Linked DNA regions of Mus musculus: region 1 is linked to region 2. The links are chromatin contacts, called in public HiChIP or PLAC-seq maps. All regions are on one chromosome and are shown on one strand. Each heading gives the region's core, a stretch centred on a gene start, on an enhancer-like site or on the middle of the called end of the contact. The rest is flanking DNA. Distances are from core to core; before and after follow the strand shown.

Region 1 (4,294 bases), core at 1,539-4,038, 140 kb before region 2:
AATGGCCATTAATATTATCTTTCAACTTGAGAGACGATAGTTTTGCAAGAAGAGTTAGTAATCTCTGACTTGGGTAACTCATGTAGCAACTCTATGAGGAACTGGTATTAATATGCCCATGTTGCTGTTGAAATAATTGAGAGAAAGTCATTTCCCAAGGTCACCAATCTATTAAATGAAGCAACCTATTAAATAGGGTAGAGGGAACTGGAAGTAAAGCCCAGGGCTGTTTGACCCATAGCACACTGCTAACCACTATGAAGGCCCAGTGCTGGAGAACAGCCATGAGGCAGGCATAATAGCATACACACGGAATTCATCAAAGCACAGGCAACAGTACGATGGTCAGATTGCAAGGAGGAAATAGTTATCAAATGGCAGCTACAGGATGAGCTCACCTATGCTCTAACATGCAAAAAAAAGGTAGAACGAGTGGAAAAGAAGTCTCTTTAAAGTGGTGGTTTCTGACTAGCACTTGGGTATGTTTCCTCCTTGATATTTCCCTGTGCTGTATGCATAAGCAGACAATGATCTTTATTAGGAAAAAGCAAGCTGCTCTCGGGGCCTCTTGCCCTTGAATACAGGCCCTGTACTGAGTGGGTGTGTTTGTGACTCAGGCTCTCTCAGTACTCTATTCCCTTTGTCAGCTTTTTCCAGTTCCCTATTAACGCTGTCCTGCGTCCTCCTCTGTCTTGGTATAAACTAGTTTGGGAATGGATATATGTTTTACCTAATGAAGTTATTGCTGAGACCTTGCCATTTAATCTTCCTTGACCCCAGGATCAGAGGTACTGCTTAGTCATGAAACTGACAACACCCTATGGCCTAATTCTTCCTTGCCAAGTCCCAACAATGCCTATTTCTGGATGTCTTTCTCCATCCTTGCTGGTTTGAAATACTCTTCATTTTTTTAAAAAAAAAGTTCTTTTCCTTATTTTTGTGCACATGGTAACGTGTGTGAGCTTGCACACGTATGCCACAACGTGTGCAGAGATCAGAGGACAGCTTCTGGAGAGTAGTCTGTCTCTCTCTCTCTCTCTCTCTCTCTCTCTCTCTCTCTCTCTCTCTCTCCTTCCACTCTGTGGATCCTAGGGATCAAACTCAAGCACTTTTCCTGGCTGAGCTATCTCTCTGGCCCTAGTTTAAAATAATCTATAAACAATCTCACAGAAGCCTCTGTAGTAGAAGCTGTTACCCCAGAGACCTTGCCTCAAAATACGTGGGGAAAGAAAAAATAAAAAAGGTAATGACAATTTCAAACTATCACACTTTCTGTGATTACTGGGCCATGTAAAAACAAAACCAAGCCAAAACCAAAACCTCTTGATGTGTAAGGTTTGGACTGCAGCCGATACATGAAATGTGTCATGGAAGGAATTGGGTGGAAGAAAAAGAAGAGACGACAAAGGAGGGTGAGAGAGAGGATGGAAAATTTTGTAATAACAGACAGTGTGAAAAGTGGTCCCAAAAAGTATGCCTGTGAGCGTGGCAACAGGAGGGGGCGGGGTCTGCATTTATGAGGAGTGTCATGACCACTGCAGAGGCGGATAGGATTGAAAAGAAAGGGCTAGTTTGCAAGCCATGAGCTGTCAGTACTGGATAGGTACCAGCTAGCAGAGGGAGTTTATTCTCCCCACCCCCACCCCATCCTGCTTTTGGACTGAGTCCACTTTCTCTGGTTTCAGTAAGTTCAACTGATTATAATTACATCATTTCACTCTTCCCTTTCCCCCTCCAAACCCTCCCACATCCCCCTCCTTGCACTTTCAAGACCCATATGGCTCTAGACTAACTCCTCAAAACTTGGAAGTACTGCACATGGGCCTACTTTTGTATTTTAATATGCCAAACTGGGTGACGAGGACAGAAAAAGCAGAGCAGCAAATCACCAGCAAAAATGTGGCAATAATAAAGAAACACAGCAGTTGCTGATTCTCGAAGAAACAGAGATGAACAGACCCCAGAGTTGCTTTTCTTCAAAATGTTCAACTGTGGCTGGAAGAAGGCAATGGCATGAGGTTCAGCAGTAGGTCTAGGGATCCTCTGTGGAGTTTAACAGCTACATACAAACTAGCTCCTTCAACTCAGGCGAGCATTTAAAGTTCTGCATTTTTAGAATCAATCATTCCATTTATTCTCTCATCCCTCTCTCCCTGGTGAAAGACCAAAACCCCAGTTCCAAACTTGGGTGGCTTTAGGCTGCTTGACTTCTAGGTAAGAGCTGAAAACAGAGCAGTGGATGTGGGGCCATGAGTATAGGAGGAACCACCCCCCGCCCCCGCCATGGTGATGATGCTCAGGGGGACTGCAACAATCAGCTGGTAGCCAAGGGAGTCTAAAAACCTTATCACTCACTGTCTAGGCATAGAGAATTAATTTTTTTAAAAAACCAACAAGAAAATACCAGTAACAATAAAACCCAGAGAGGCAACATTTCCTGATTTGTTGTGGAGTCTAAAGCCTTCTGTGACCTCATGTATTTAGGGCACATAGATCTAAGTATGTGTATGCTCACCTCTGACTGCATATGCTTCAAACGGAAATAACCTGCCATCCTTCAAAGGACAAACCAGCTATATTTGATTATTACCATTACAGTACCAGGAAGGAAACATATCTGAAGGTTCCAGAGTATGGATAACAGGAAGGCAAACTGCTTCCTGCTGAAGGATTTCAAAACTGACTCTGCCCCTTGTTTGACAAGACTTGCCTGTTCCAACCCAAGGAGCTCGTCATCTGGCTCAACTGCTTTCTCCTGGCAGGAACTGTCATCTGTGGCTTTGCACTATGAACTAGTTTATAGCTCCTCCCCTCCAAACCACTGAGATATGCTTTGCTAAAAATAGTCTGAGGACAGGTCCTGATGGTTCGTTAGATAGAAGGAGATGGCTTAGCCAGTTTGATGTTGCTGTAGAACACCTAAATCTGAGTAATTTATGAAGAAACGAAGTTTATTTGGGTTCTTCATTCTGAAAGTCCAAAAATGCAGTGTTAGCTTCTGATTGGCTTATAATAAGGGTTTTCTACAACTTCGACTCCTGCCAGAAAGTGGGAGGGGCAGAAAGTACAGGTAGAAACAGCCCACATACAAGAAAACCCGAAGTGTGGTGCAGGATTGCAACCTATTTTCATGAAAACTAATTCAGTCTCAAGAAAATTAACACCGAGCGTGGTGGCGCACACCTTTAATCCCAGCACTTGGGAGGCAGAGGCAGGCAAATTTCTGAGTTTGAGGCCAGCCTGGTCTGCAAAGTGAGTTCCAGGACAGCCAGGGCTATACAGAGAAACCCTGTCTCACAAATCCAAAAAAAAAAAAAAGGGAAAGGAAAAGGAACGGAAAGGAAAGGAAAGAAAAGGAAAGGAAAGGAAAGGAAAGGGAAGAAAAGAAAGGGAAGAAAAGAAAAGAAAAAATTAGTCAGGTGTCTTCAATAATATACTAACCAGTGGTACTGGGAGGAGTAGAGAGAGGAAAAACTATGGTCAGGATATAATGCTACCAAGCTCCAACACAAATTTGAACAGAGCTCAAGCCTATTTAAATCCTAATACAGAATCAGAGCTTGGTTAGGGGAAGAGGTAAACAAAGTGTAGCTCAGATCTTTAGCAACTTTGGACCTTAGAAAACATCTTCATGTATCATGCTAAGATGTGAGACTGGAAAGGCTACAAATGGGTTTTTCCAGACCAGGGCACCCATCACAATTGTAGAGAAAGATGGGAGGCTCTGTCCTGCTATTACTGTGCCAATGTATCTGGAGGACCCACTACACTTTGAAAGCATGGAGCTAGGACAACAATCTGAGTGACATTAATGTCTATAACTGCTCCTCTGTACCTTCTAGAGTTCAAACAACTAGCTGCACTGTCATCTGCACAGGAGATGCCTGGGAACCATCATATAACCTCCTCTCAGGAGAATCTCTTGCTGGTTTCCTATCTCAGTCTCTAGCCACATTGTATGCATCTGTAGTCTCTCTTATGGTTGGGTCAATCTCATGCATGGCCTATTAGGGTCATCTAGGCTCTGTAATAGAGCTTCTTCCTAATAGGTTATCTCAGCACACCCCTTTATTCCATTCAGCCCACCCTGCAAGTAAGAACTTAATTATATATCCAGATCCTATGTCTAGTGGAAGGACCTGGGCATCCCTTTGTCTAGATAGTGGAATGTGACAGGAGCAAGCTTTATGAATTCCCTCTTCCTTCTTCCTTTTCTTTTATACTAGTACAAAAGGGAACAATGGACAGGAAAGAAAGCGCATAAGAAAAAGTAGGCATATTTGACACAATACCA
Region 2 (4,269 bases), core at 416-2,915:
CAAGTACTTCATCAACTGAGCCATATTTCCAGCCCTAACACAGCTTATTTAGACAAACTAAGAACTCTATTATATGATGGTACAATATAATGTACAGCAGTCCTGCCCCCAGAGCACAATGCTCTGATTGGATTATGCCAGAGTCTATGTTGCTGGGTGCGGCTCAAGTTTGCTCTTGTTGCAGAGGAGCTGACGATCCCTAATGACTTTCCCAAGTTAAGGCTTCATTGCCAGAAGTATGAAAAATCAAACAGGGATTTAGGTGTCTGCTGTGCTTTCTGCAGAGGGTTGGTAAGTCTAAATGCATCTTCCCACAGGAACTAAGTTGTACACGGTCATTAAGTTCCCAGACTAACCCACAGGTCCAGCTGAAATAAGGTACATCAGCCATTTTATCAAGCAAACCAAAAACAAGCAAACAAAGCCCAAACAACAAAAAAATCATGAGATCTACCACCAGACATTTTTTACTTATCAAAATAATCATGGTCCCTAACATTCAAACTGGGGATGATTCGAACCAGGCATGAAGAGGCTGTAAGCAGAATTCACCAGCCAACATGAAGCTAGCAAAGACAGCTGGCCTTTCCCTTTCCATCGCCTGCTGGCAACTGAAAACAACATGAGTAATAAAAAATATTGCTCCTTAGAGGAAACACAGGTTCAACAAGATGTGAAGAAGTAATTAAGAGTACTTGGAGCCATGAGGAGGAGGCTTTGGCTCGCCTATAGGGATTTCAGCATGAAGCTTTGTTTTGTCTCAATTAATATCTGCACCAAAAATCATGCCTATAGGTGTCTCTGTTTTTTAATAGTTATCAAAAAGAGCTGGGTGTGGTACCTCATGCCTGTAATGCCAGCACTCAGAAGGTTGAGGGAAGAGGACTATCAGAAGTTCAAAACCAGCATGGGCTGCACAGTAAATTCTAGGCCAGCTGGACTACATTGTGAGATCTTGTTACAAAACATGGAAACACACATACACATACACAGAGAGAGAGAGAGAGAGACAGAGACAGACAGAGAGACAGAGACAGAGACAAAGAGACAGACACAGACACAGACAGAGACAGACACACACACACATACACACACACACACACACACACACACAGAGAGAGAGAGAGAGAGAGAGAGAGAGAGAGAGAGAGAGAGAGAGAGAGATTGATCACCTGCCTCTGCCTCCCAAGTGCCAAGATTCTAAGATTCTGGCTATATATAATTCCTAATTGAAGAAAAACCTGGTTAGTGGAGAATAAAGCAAGGATCATTGACATGGAAACTTAAGAGCTCTCTGGAAAGTCAGTTATGTTGGTGGTGTTCTGTTTCAGTGAAACGTTCCTTCACCGGGCTGCCTTAGTCTTTCACCTGTGTCCACTTCAGGAAAACACTCCTTCACATGTTTGCCCCAGCAAAACACCATCCAACACAACTGACTTTCCAGAGAACCCTTAAAGTTCCAGTTCAGATCATGAAACAGATTCTGAGTCCAATTAGCAAATCTTAGACAAGAAAGCAGAGGGCTGAAGGGAATGTTTGCCTACAATGAGAAGCTGTGGGTCTGAGGTGGATGAAATGAGAACGAACACAGGGTCTGGGGAGCCAAAGGCAGCCTCAAAGGTGAGCAAGAGGAGAAGTTTCCTCAGAAAGCCACCAGGTGGTACCACCACTTCAAACCCATATCAAGTGTCTTTTAGGGACTGACTTGGGTGGAAATCCAGTATGAGTGTGGTGGGATACTTGTCACTCTACGTAGTGTTAACGTATTGGGGACAGGGCACAGGGGTTTCAAGGGTTATATATAATAGAAGAACAATTCTAAATACCAATTTTGTCAATGACTTACACACACACACACACACACACACACACACACACAAAGCACAGATGTGCAATAGCTACAACCCTCCAGAGAGCTGCTTTCTATCCCCTTCCACAGTTGTATCCCTAGGCTGGCAGGACTACTCACTAATGAATGAGCAAGAATAACACATTATACACCATCAACCTAACACAGGCATAAAAGCATCCTAAAAATATGGCCAGGGCTATTAGTTACAAGGTCTCAGAACGGAGGCCTCTGGAAGAAGTGCAGATGCATACCCAGATATATATGCAGGTGTGCATGCTATGAAGTGACTCTCTTTCCTACGCCCTCACTTCCAGCTTCTCATTTTCCTTAGGAAAGATCAGCTCTGGTGATAACCAATACCTTCCACACAACATTGATACCTCCTGTTAACTCTTCCCCTGTCAGTCCATAAAAGCTAGCTCTTCCGGTGAGATCAACATGGGATTTTAAACAGATCAAGGAGAATCTGACACAAAATGCCACATTTTCAGATATCTAGTTAGCTACAGGAAAATTCACATTTGAAAGGAAAAAGGCCTCCTCCTTTCTACCAGCAAAACCGCAGCTTTTGCATAGACCTTAAATAACAGATCACCAGGAAGCCAAATGAGCTCTTCTGGTTTTGCTTTGTGTGTGTTTTCCCCCAAAGGGAAGAACAGAGACCAGCATTAAGCACTCTACCACTGAGCTAAATCCACAAACACTTTTTGTATCCTTTGTTTACAGATTATTTTCAACAAAGAGCCCAAGGCCTTCAAGAGCCATGCCAGCCAGGCATGGTGGTGCATGCTTGGAATCTGGAGACTGAAACAAGGGAATCGCTAGAGAGCCTGAGGTAAGCCTGGGCTACATAAGGAGACATTGTCTCCAAAAATATTTTCCATGCCATTGAGCCTCTGAGCCATGATGTGCTTTCCATGCTAGCGTGTGCATATCTCCACACATATGCACATGCTCTCCCCCTCTCCCAGAGTCTCATGAATCAGTCCAAGGGGTAATTGCTCCATTGGTGTATTATCCCAGGCAGCCAAGATAAATGATGAAGAAATGGAAGCCTTAAAAAAAAATACATTTCCATTTCAGGAAAAGTGACAGGAGAGAGTGGTCACTTGGCCAGATCTGTTTAGGGACCAAAATGACTATTGCTGATACAACAATGAAAAGAAGGCTACACATTAGTTAAATTCTTTGGATAGCTACAGGTAGTAGTCTCAAATGGAGAGCACTTCTGTGTGGCAAACGTGAGGCCCATATTAATGTGAAGGGCATGCAAGTACCACCCATCCACATGCAAAATGAACTCTGAAGGTTTCCATGCGGATCTTTAAAGCAACAGTGTGTCACCAGGGGCAGAGCATTTATTTGGTCCTTCCACTAAGGAAGGCTTTGAGTCAGATCTGTCGGGAGGATTAAATGTACCAGAACAGAACTCACAGAGCAATGTTCTATAAAGTCAGATCCACATATCAGTACAGGGAGCAACCGTCCCCCCCACCCCCATCCTCTCTAGAATCTCATGTGAGACAGATGATCTCACCTCCCAGCATCAGAGCTAGACCTGTTACCAATAACATCCTTAAAACTGTCAGATCCTTGAGCGTTTATCTCTGGAAAGGGTACTAAAGTGCAAATGCATAACCTTAAATAAAGATGGTAAGAAGCAGTTTATCTTTCAGAAGGCAGATGCCAAAGTAGCAGAGCGGCTTAAAAAGATGATTATAAAATACATTTTGTATCAGAAGAGCATAACAATAACAGTAGTAATAGCAAAGGATAAGAAATGCACAAAATACAATAGACACTTACCAAACACTGAATTCATGATAAACTGGAAATAGAAACAAGGACACATAAAGCCAACCAGAAACCCACGGAGTGGCTTCACATTAAGAATGACAAAAGTAAATAAGAGATATACCCCCACCTTGTCCTTTAAAGGGATGTAAGGAATGGACAGTACTCTCTCAACATTTCCCATGTGGCCTGAAGTGCTTGCAGGCAGGGCTGCCTGCTTGTTTTCTAGTCTTTGTACAAGCACCAGGCACTAGATGGGGTGCACAGTTGGCATGCAATAATCACATGTTATAGAGTGTTCACTGGTGTTCATCAAAAAAATTTTTTTAAGGAACAATGTCCAAAATCACAGGCAGGAATGAAGGGAATGCTAAGACACAGCTTCCCTGCCTGACCTGCTAAGAATAGAAGCCAGAAGCCCAGCATAAACCTGGCCTTCACCTAGGTCAGTAAAGGATAGACTACAGCTCGGATATATAATGCGTCACGTGGAGAAAGCTGATCAGGAGTTCCTTCTACAGATGAAACCAAATGATTTTTATTTTGTTTTGGATTCAAGTAGAAAAGAGCATTCCGATGTTCAAAACCAACTGTTCATCTTGGAGAACATATTTGCTTGTAAC

The links. HiChIP or PLAC-seq counts read pairs in DNA pulled down with a chosen protein or histone mark.
Region 1: a contact with region 2 is called in an H3K27ac HiChIP or PLAC-seq map of large pre-B cells, with 2.7 times the contacts expected there. The contact joins two enhancer-like sites. A contact is called at or near these places in 2 of 484 Hi-C or Micro-C datasets (the HL-1 cell line and granulocyte-monocyte progenitors) and 4 of 115 datasets of contacts at active chromatin or transcription factors (embryonic stem cells, fibro-adipogenic progenitors and large pre-B cells).

Annotation. Positions count from the first base shown.
Region 1 is chrX:159,908,140-159,912,433 of GRCm38.p6, reverse strand. All of the region lies in intron 9 of Sh3kbp1 (SH3-domain kinase binding protein 1), which reads right to left. Among named protein-coding and RNA genes, the nearest start is that of Map3k15, 78 kb to the left of the region's middle. Within about 2 kb of position 2,788, at least 51 of the 459 cell types and tissues checked have an H3K27ac peak or open chromatin away from gene starts, as enhancers often do.
Region 2 is chrX:159,767,362-159,771,630 of GRCm38.p6, reverse strand. The region is part of intron 3 of Sh3kbp1 (SH3-domain kinase binding protein 1); the gene reads right to left. Among named protein-coding and RNA genes, the nearest start is that of Sh3kbp1, 140 kb to the right of the region's middle. Within about 2 kb of position 1,665, at least 29 of the 459 cell types and tissues checked have an H3K27ac peak or open chromatin away from gene starts, as enhancers often do.